Regions from separate parts of the Mus musculus genome. Here all the other regions are linked to region 1. A link is a contact called in public Hi-C and Micro-C data. All regions are on one chromosome and are shown on one strand. Each heading gives the region's core, a stretch centred on a gene start, on an enhancer-like site or on the middle of the called end of the contact. The rest is flanking DNA. Distances are from core to core; before and after follow the strand shown.

Region 1 (2,700 bases), core at 155-2,654:
CATGTGTATGCATATTCATGTATGTTGAATATAATGCATGTATACACGTGCGCATATGTATGTGTACACTAGAGGACATCATTGGATGTCATTCACTCTTAGGCTAAACACACTTTCTATTTGAGAAAGTGGCTCCCACTGGCCTGTGGCTCACCAGGCAGGCTACACTGGCTATCTGGTGAGGCCTGAAGGCTGTCCTGTCTTTAGGCTCCCAGCACAGATCTCTAGCACATGCTACCACCGCCAGTTTTGTAGGTGGGTACTGGGGATCAAGTTCAGATCTTCACACTTGTGGAACCAACAAACCTCTCCCCAGCTTGACATTTTTCCTGTGATCAGAGAATGAACCGGATGACATTTTTCCCCCCTTGCTTCCCTCTAAGAGAATTAGAAGGCAGAAGCTTCTATTTAGTAATTACAGAGTTAAAGGCCAGGATGCTGGGGAGGTTAAATCTGGTGACCTTTGAGATCGTCTCTAACCCAAAGAGTTCTATAATTACACAGATACAGACACACTCACACGGACACACTCACTCGCCAGAGCTAGCAAAACAAACAAACAAAATTCAATAAATGGACATGATAAGTAAGCAGTGTTTTTTAATTAGGTATTTTCCTCATTTACATTTCCAATGCTATCCCAAAAGTCCCCCCCACACTCCCCTACCCACCCACTCCCACTTTTTGGCCCTGGCATTCCCCTGTACTGGGGCATATAAAGTTGTAAGCAGTGTCTTTAATGTCAGTGTCACTTAGTGTTCAATGTCTTAGCCTCCAGAAAATCATTCTCCCTGTGAAATAAAGAGGAAACTTACCAAATGACCTAATAACATTTGGGTCTGGCTGGGTTCTCCAGTTCTCCTGGGAATTGACCTCTGATTTGTGAGTCCTAGTCTACCTATAAGGAAATAATTGTTGGTTTGGTGATGTATCAGATCGTCTGAATTTCCAAGATGTGTACAAAATTAAGATGCTCTGGCATCTCTAATGAGGTCCGTCAACCCTGCTAACACAGCTTCTCGTCATGACTTCTTGCAGCCACAGTAGCTTGAAGCTGTCTGACACATTTACTGTCTAAAGACTCACCTAAAATAAGATTCCCAAGGAAGAATTTGGAGGAGTGAAAAAATAAATCAATGCAAGAATGAGAATTGCTTAGAGAGAATGATTCTGACACAACAAGAGGGGATTAATTAACATACAGGAAGGATGCCTCACTTGCTAACACTGAGAGTTTTTGTTTGCTTGATTTTTTCCCCCGAGTTACACATTGTGGAGGAAAGTGCATATAGAAAAACATTACATCAAGATCAAGATAACTTTCAGAGGTATTGCTTCATCTTACTTTGACTCAGCTTCCCAGAAAAAGAAAAAAAAAAATATCACTGCTGGTAGTTTTTGGAACATCTTGTCCTCATTTAAAAAGCAGGAGAGCAGGAGTTGAGTATGAGCAGAGGTGAAGCTTTTCCGTGATGTGAGGGGCCTTGATGCTTTCAGATACAGCAAGCTTTAGCTGCTCAGCGAGACTGCAAGTGCACACCCAAACTACTATCTCCTCGTTACCCACGTCTCTGCTTATTCTTCCCTGGAAGCCCACTTCTGTCTGCAGTAACAGTCATGTCTCTGGCATCCTGTCTTACTACAAAGGGAGGATTGGATGTCCTGCTTAGCCTTCTTGAAAGGGCAGACTTGTAAAAAACTAGATCATTTTACCACCAAGGCTGGGGAAGGATGGATGGAGATATATATATATATATATATATATATATATATATATATCGGCTATAGACATATATATATGCTCGGCTATTTTATATATATATATATAATATATATATACTCGGCTATTACAGCCCAAGTCTTGGAAATGAAGCAGAGATTCATTGCACTTTGTCATGAAGCACGGCAGTCTAGGCATCAAATTTAGCATTGAATAAACACTAAATATCTGAGAGGGAAGGTCTTACAAAATGACTGGTAGTATGATATTCATATTATTGCTGAGGGAGGGTTAGCTTTAAGAAATAAAACACAGATGCATGGTTTTAAAGGACAGACCCTACATTCAGAGACCTGGTCATCTGGCTGGCTCATTCATCGGTTGGCTGTATACTCTTGGGCTGCACCCTTCCTTTACTGTGCATCTGTGTCTTTATTAGTAAAAAGTTCACATGCCAGCCCATCTTCCCCTTCCATCCTGGCCCTGTCATCCTGAGAGAGAGGGTGAGCTTATGTGACCTGGTTTTCCAGTAAATTCAAAATAGGTGCTCTGCTTGGAAGGCTAAAATTTGGGTCACAGACCAGAAGTAAATTAGCTGAATATCTCAATGAATTCCTAGACTTATTATTACATAGTTTGTTTACTTAACTGTCATCAAAGGAATGCTTCCAAACCCTTATGATTTGACATGCAAACATGAGCAACATCTGTCACTATCACACTCAAGCAAACTGGGTTTCTGATGTGCTCTCAGTCCTACTGAGGATGATCATCCCACTAAAACAACAGGCAGGCAGACAAACGTTAAATGGGGAATTATCCATCAAAGAAGTTAAGCAGTTCACCAACTTCCCGGATGTTGTTGGGAGCTGACCTGATTCACAGCACAGACAATGTCTAGACCTTTCGCCCATGGGCAAGGATTTTGCAGATAAGTGAGAGATCAGCCAAAGAAACCTTTAGCAGTTCTTGGTCATACT
Region 2 (2,778 bases), core at 250-2,749, 160 kb after region 1:
AGTTCAGGCTTTGTATCCCCCTTTACTAGGATTTTTAGCTAGGGTCACCCCAATAAATTCCCATGAGTTTCAATTGCACCGGGTTTGAAACCAGAGGCCAGATGGCCCAGAGACCTATGATAGAACCAAACATGGTTGACAAAAAATTTAAAATTAAATTTTAAAAATACATTAAATAAATAAACATAAATAAATAAATGAAATTATGCCTGGAAATATTTTGCTTTACTCATAGATTGATGTCTAACCCGACTGTCATCAAGGTGCTTCATGCTGTAACTGATGGAAACAGATGCAGAGACCCACAGCCAAACATTAGGTGGAGCTTGGGGAATCCTGAGGATGAGAGAGAGAAAGGATTGGAGGAGGCAGAGGGATCAGGGGCACTATAAGAAAACCCACAGAATCAATTAACCCGGACTCATTAGAGTTTCCTGAGACTGAACTGACAATCAGGAAGCCTGTACTGGTCTAATGTAGGCCCTGTGTATATATGTTATAGCTGTGGAGCTTGGTGTTTTTGTAGGACTCCTAGCAGAGGGGACAGGGGCTCTTTCTGACTCCTTTCCCTTGTCCTCTTACTCAGTTGCCCAAGCCAGCCTCAATTTGAGGAAGGTGAGTAATCTTATTGCAACTTGAGATACCACATTTGGTTGATATCCGAGAAAGGGAGTGGATAGGAGGGAAGATGTAGAGGACAGAGGGATGTAGGATAAACTGCAGTTAGGATGCAATATGTGAGACAATAAATTCATACTAAAAGGTTGAGTTCTTTCATGAGTAGCCCTTATAGTAGTGGTTCTCAGCCTTCCTAATGCTGTGACTCTTTAATACAGTTCCTCCTGGTGTGGTGATCCCCAACCATAACATTATTTTTTTGTTTTGACTTCATAATATTAATTTTGCTACTGTTATGAATTGCAATGTAAAGATCTGTTATGCAGGATATCTGCTATAGAAAAACCCCAAGGGAGGTCACAACCCACAGATTAAGCACTACTGCAGTACATTGTATTGATGTATCTGAGCAATACCCTGAAATTGATGCCAGTGTCTGTTTTTTATAAATGAGAGAACCACAGCTCAAGGTTGAGGGACTCCTTTAACTGAAAGGGCCTGAGAGTCCAAACAGGTTCTTCTTCCTATTGGAAAGCCTGAGGCTTTCCCTCTTAGTGTAACAGCTTACATGCACTCCACTGATCTCTGCACATGGGGATGGAGAAAGAGGAGGTTACACAGCTCATTCTACATCAGAGAAGTCAAAGAAAAGTTAGGGCTTCCCTGTCGCTACAGGACATGGTGTGACATGCCTTTGCTCATCACATGGAAGCATTCCTAGTTGCTCAGAAACACCAGCATCACAGCCTCATTCCACGACAATAAGTTTGTTCCTCACTCTCCAACCTGTGTCTGTCTGAAGCTAGGCTCCTCCCTAGGACTGCTCTTGCCTTCCAAGCTTTGCCCCTGCTTGTCTAAATACAGACCCAGAGCTCACTCACTGCTGCCCAGCCCAGGATTTTGCAATCAATCCCCCTTGGGTCTTTTGAGGAGTCATACTTCCTCCTGGGGCTGTCCCTGAAATTCATCAAAGTCTGTTTCCCCTGGCTGAGCAGTAACAGAGTCCCCTGAGCTTTTGGCTAAGATTCACACATTCAAAGAGATTATTGAAATAAGTCCCAGCAAATCACCAATATGGGAGGCCTGGTATAGGAAAACCCATAAAAGTCTTGTTGCAACCATTATCAACACATTTCACCTACCTTCCTTTTCCACATGCCAATTGCCCAATATGCATTTCATTTTGGAGTCACACATGTACTGAAGGGAAAATTTGGCACTACCCTTTCATTCCCCAGGGCCTGGCAGGGTTTATGTACAACCTATAATTCACTCACTGTTCAGGATGCATTGCACTGAGACAGCCATTTCAGGAGAGGGATGGTTTCTTCACCTTGGCTAAGTTCATGACAAGAAAACAGAATGCTGGCTCTGAGCTAGCCTCAACAGGACCACACTGGCCTTCCTTCCTCTATGGATTAATAGAGATATATCTAGAAGCTTTTAACAGCAGCTCATCATTAGTTTCTCCAGGGCCTTAGTTTAGAAAGAAAAAAAAAGTGACAATGTAGAGTAGAATTTAGACAGATTTGTAGATTTAGTCAGAAGCATAAGACAGAATCAGAACTCATAGAACAAGCCAAAGGCAAAACAATACAAACTCTGAGAATGCATAGCAATAAAACATTCAGAGAAGGAGCACGTAAAACATAATCATCAAGCATGGTCCCTCCTACCTGACTAACATCTTCAGTAAAGTGGAAAAGAACCTAAAAGTATCATCAGGAGGAACTGGACCATTGTCCTTTTGTAACACAGAAGGCTGTGTTGAATTCTTGTCTCTGAAGCAAAGTGGAAACTGGGACGTATTACCATCTTCCCTCTAATGACAAACAATCTATGTGACCCTTCATTGCTTGAGAAACATTAGTCAAAGTCTACATCCTCAATCCTTGCGAATCTGTCAGATTCCAGGGCCTTTGGAAATCATGGCGGTCATTTCTATAGAAACACCAAGTATGTGAGTAGACTTCTTAAGAAAGAGTTGAGCTGCTCTTCATGAAATGTATCTAGATTGAATCCAAAAACTACATGCATGAAGTATATTGAGGAATGAAAGTTGTGTCGGGAGGTAGAGACCAGACATGATTGAAAAGAGGGTAGTCCGAAATGATGAGGTTCACTTAGAATAGACTGTACTCACAAGAAAGATTGAAGGTC
Region 3 (2,780 bases), core at 91-2,590, 250 kb after region 1:
TTTTATCCTTTGCAAATCAGACAAGAAGACCCATGGGGTTTACCCATGAGAAGCAGGAAGCCCTGCCAAAATTCCAACCAGCTCTGCACACTTTCTGGGCATCTGCCGAGGACCAGGGCTGATGCCAAGTGTTCTGGGGCACAGAGTTGAGTAAGTCATGGTCATTGCTCTCATATTCAGTGCTGAAAGCAGGGACACATTCAAGCAACCGGATCCCAAAGCCGGCTGTGATAAGTGTTATCTTAGATCCCTGGAGGAGACAGGTCACACGACTGGAATAGCATGAAGTCAGGCCTGCAGCTGAGGGCATGCTGTTATTTAGGAACCCTATCAGGTTCATCTCACCACTTGGCAATGACCCCCAATCCCTGCAGTTTCTTGTCCTGAGTGTGCTGGGTCAGGGCACTTCCATCTGCCTCTCCTGGAGTCTCCTGTTAAGGCTACTGGTGTTTGAGGGTGCTTAATGAGAGTGAGAAAGACTTGTCCCATTTTTCTTTGTAAAGTTTCTAAGCTCACTGGCACTATGGGGAAATGGCCCATTTAGAAGTAGCTCTCTTTTCTTCTCTCCTAACATGTCATGAGGGCTGCCAAACTCTGGAGGCCCAGTATTTTATTCATCCAGAAAGTGAATGAAGCCGAAAATGTCTTCTTAATCTCATTTGGTTTTGCCCTAGTTGTTTGACTGTCTTTTTCCCTGTCTGGAACTGGGCAGTGCCAGCAGACAGGGACCCCCTGATTTAACACTTGATCTCTTAGAACACCTACCAGAAGCTTCAGCAAATGAAACAGCTCAGTGCTCTTGTACTGAATTCAGCCTTGATGCTGTCCTGTAAGCTCACGCCCATTTCCAAAGTGGCTGCCAAGTTTTCCAAAGGGTCTTTAAACCTGGATTTAAAACTGAAAGGAAAGAAATAGGACCTTCCTCTACCAGATAGTATATCATTTTTGAGGTTGTTTAAAATATGAAGCGTAAGGAAGTAATTAATTTGGATGGTAAAAAGGAATAAAGGCTTAATAGGAAGTCGGAGGTTTGACCTGGACACTGTGTCTGTAACCTCTAAAAGCTTCGTTCGGCTCGTTCTGAGAACGGTTCTTCTTTTTGAGGGACCTGTTCCCTTATATACACTTATTCTTTGCACTCTCTACAATAAGGGCAATAATGATCTATGGGTTTATAGTTCATAAAGGATTGATTATATACAACACAAAGATAAGCCCACCCTTTCAATGTAACAGTGCCATGACCAAGACCTATTTAAACAGAAGGTAAACTGAAGCCGAGGAGTGCTCCACTCCAGACTTGCTTTAAGGCAGGACTGACCTCTATGGCTGACTATCCTATGAGTCAGATGCCTGTGGTGTAACTGAGACGCAAAAGAAGTGCTGTGGCTTTGGAATGGGCAGCTCTCTGATCTGAAGAGATCCAAGAAAGCCACAAGTTTGGGCTTCTGCTCAGGGTTTTCAGTGCAAGCAGAGTTCAAGGAAATCTTCCTGCTTCTTTGCCCTTCAGTCTTCACTGCCGACTGCTCCTGTTCACCCATGGCCCAACTCACCTCTCAATAGCAACAGTGAATCATCAACTCAGAAAGAAAACACAGAGTTGGAGTTGCAGCTCGTGTCTTGCTAGTTTAATTAACTCTCAGCTGTATCCATGAAGGTCAACTAGACCCACACCTCAGATCACAATGACCTCTGTGGCTTTCTAAGTCAGGCTACATGCCTTTATAACTTGACTCTATCATCCTGTTTTCCCTTCATGACTCCTACAGCTGATCAATGACAAAGTCTGAGACATCCTGCTCCTGTGGTAGATATAACCCAATGAAATTTATATCTCTAAGTAAATTATATCATGTACTTGGACATAGACATTAACATTTTTTCATTGACTTGGGAAGAAACAGGCTCTTGTGGAGCTTAGGCTGACCTTGAACTCACTGTATATGTAAGGTAGACCTTCAGTTCCAAATGCTTTTACCTCCTAAATGCTGGGATTAAAAGTGTGTTCCACAATACCTGGCATCCTTTATTATCTACTCTCTGGACTATTTCATAGGCTTGTGCTCCTTTCTATTCACTTGACATTCCTGAAGTTCAGACACACTCTGGCTCTTGTTGCCTCTCACCCGTCTCTCTGTTTAAACACCGGGGCCCAAGGCGCTCTGTAATCTGACTTCATCAACCAGCCTGGGTATATTGTTTTCCCACTTTGTGGACTATGTTATTTATGCAAACCTGCCCCCACATACACACATGCCTTTCAAACCTTGATAACTTAGTGCTGCTATCCTAGTTCTCCATGTTTCATTCAAACATAACTCCATTTTCACCAATACAACTTAAATGAGAGCTCTCCCATTACATATTGACTAGGCTACATATCTGTTCATTTTCTGATCACCACAGGCTATTGTAGTTTCCTCCTAGGGTAAGGCACTCATATTATATTACCTAATTTGATCAGTTCTATACTTCTGGTAGACTCTCAGAAATGAGGACTCTCCTTTGCTCGAGGACTTCATCATTGGTGGATAAGAGGCAACTGAGATACACCGAAACGAAAAGTATCAACAACACTCAGCCAGTTTGAGAGAAAATGGGCCGATCAGTGGCGAAGCAGCTCTGTCAAGCTCCTTTTAAGTTTCGCATTCATGTGTGGAAGCACATTTCTGGTATTATATTTCTCATGCTGGCTTGCCTGTCAATGTGTACCACTGGGGAGTGCAACACACACACACACACACACACACACACACACACAAACCTCAATAGCAACGTGG

Evidence for each region. A called contact is a pair of places that touch in the nucleus more often than the background predicts.
Region 2: a Hi-C map of 3T3-L1-derived adipocytes shows a contact between it and region 1, with 5 times the contacts expected there. The contact joins two enhancer-like sites. A contact is called at or near these places in 3 of 484 Hi-C or Micro-C datasets (3T3-L1-derived adipocytes, cortical neurons and epidermal suprabasal cells).
Region 3: a Micro-C map of brown adipocytes shows a contact between it and region 1, with 2.2 times the contacts expected there. The contact joins two enhancer-like sites. A contact is called at or near these places in 2 of 484 Hi-C or Micro-C datasets (3T3-L1-derived adipocytes and brown adipocytes) and 1 of 9 other capture datasets (embryonic stem cells).

The regions. Positions count from the first base shown.
Region 1 is chr16:25,785,350-25,788,049 of GRCm38.p6, reverse strand. The region is part of intron 3 of Trp63 (transformation related protein 63); the gene reads right to left. Among named protein-coding and RNA genes, the nearest start is that of Gm24928, 84 kb to the right of the region's middle. Within about 2 kb of position 1,404, at least 15 of the 459 cell types and tissues checked have an H3K27ac peak or open chromatin away from gene starts, as enhancers often do. A contact at or near this core is called in 3T3-L1-derived adipocytes and brown adipocytes, where this site is marked.
Region 2 is chr16:25,623,187-25,625,964 of GRCm38.p6, reverse strand. No RefSeq gene overlaps it. Among named protein-coding and RNA genes, the nearest start is that of Trp63, 59 kb to the left of the region's middle. Within about 2 kb of position 1,499, at least 30 of the 459 cell types and tissues checked have an H3K27ac peak or open chromatin away from gene starts, as enhancers often do. A contact at or near this core is called in 3T3-L1-derived adipocytes, where this site is marked.
Region 3 is chr16:25,530,746-25,533,525 of GRCm38.p6, reverse strand. No RefSeq gene overlaps it. Among named protein-coding and RNA genes, the nearest start is that of Trp63, 150 kb to the left of the region's middle. Within about 2 kb of position 1,340, at least 86 of the 459 cell types and tissues checked have an H3K27ac peak or open chromatin away from gene starts, as enhancers often do. A contact at or near this core is called in 3T3-L1-derived adipocytes and brown adipocytes, where this site is marked.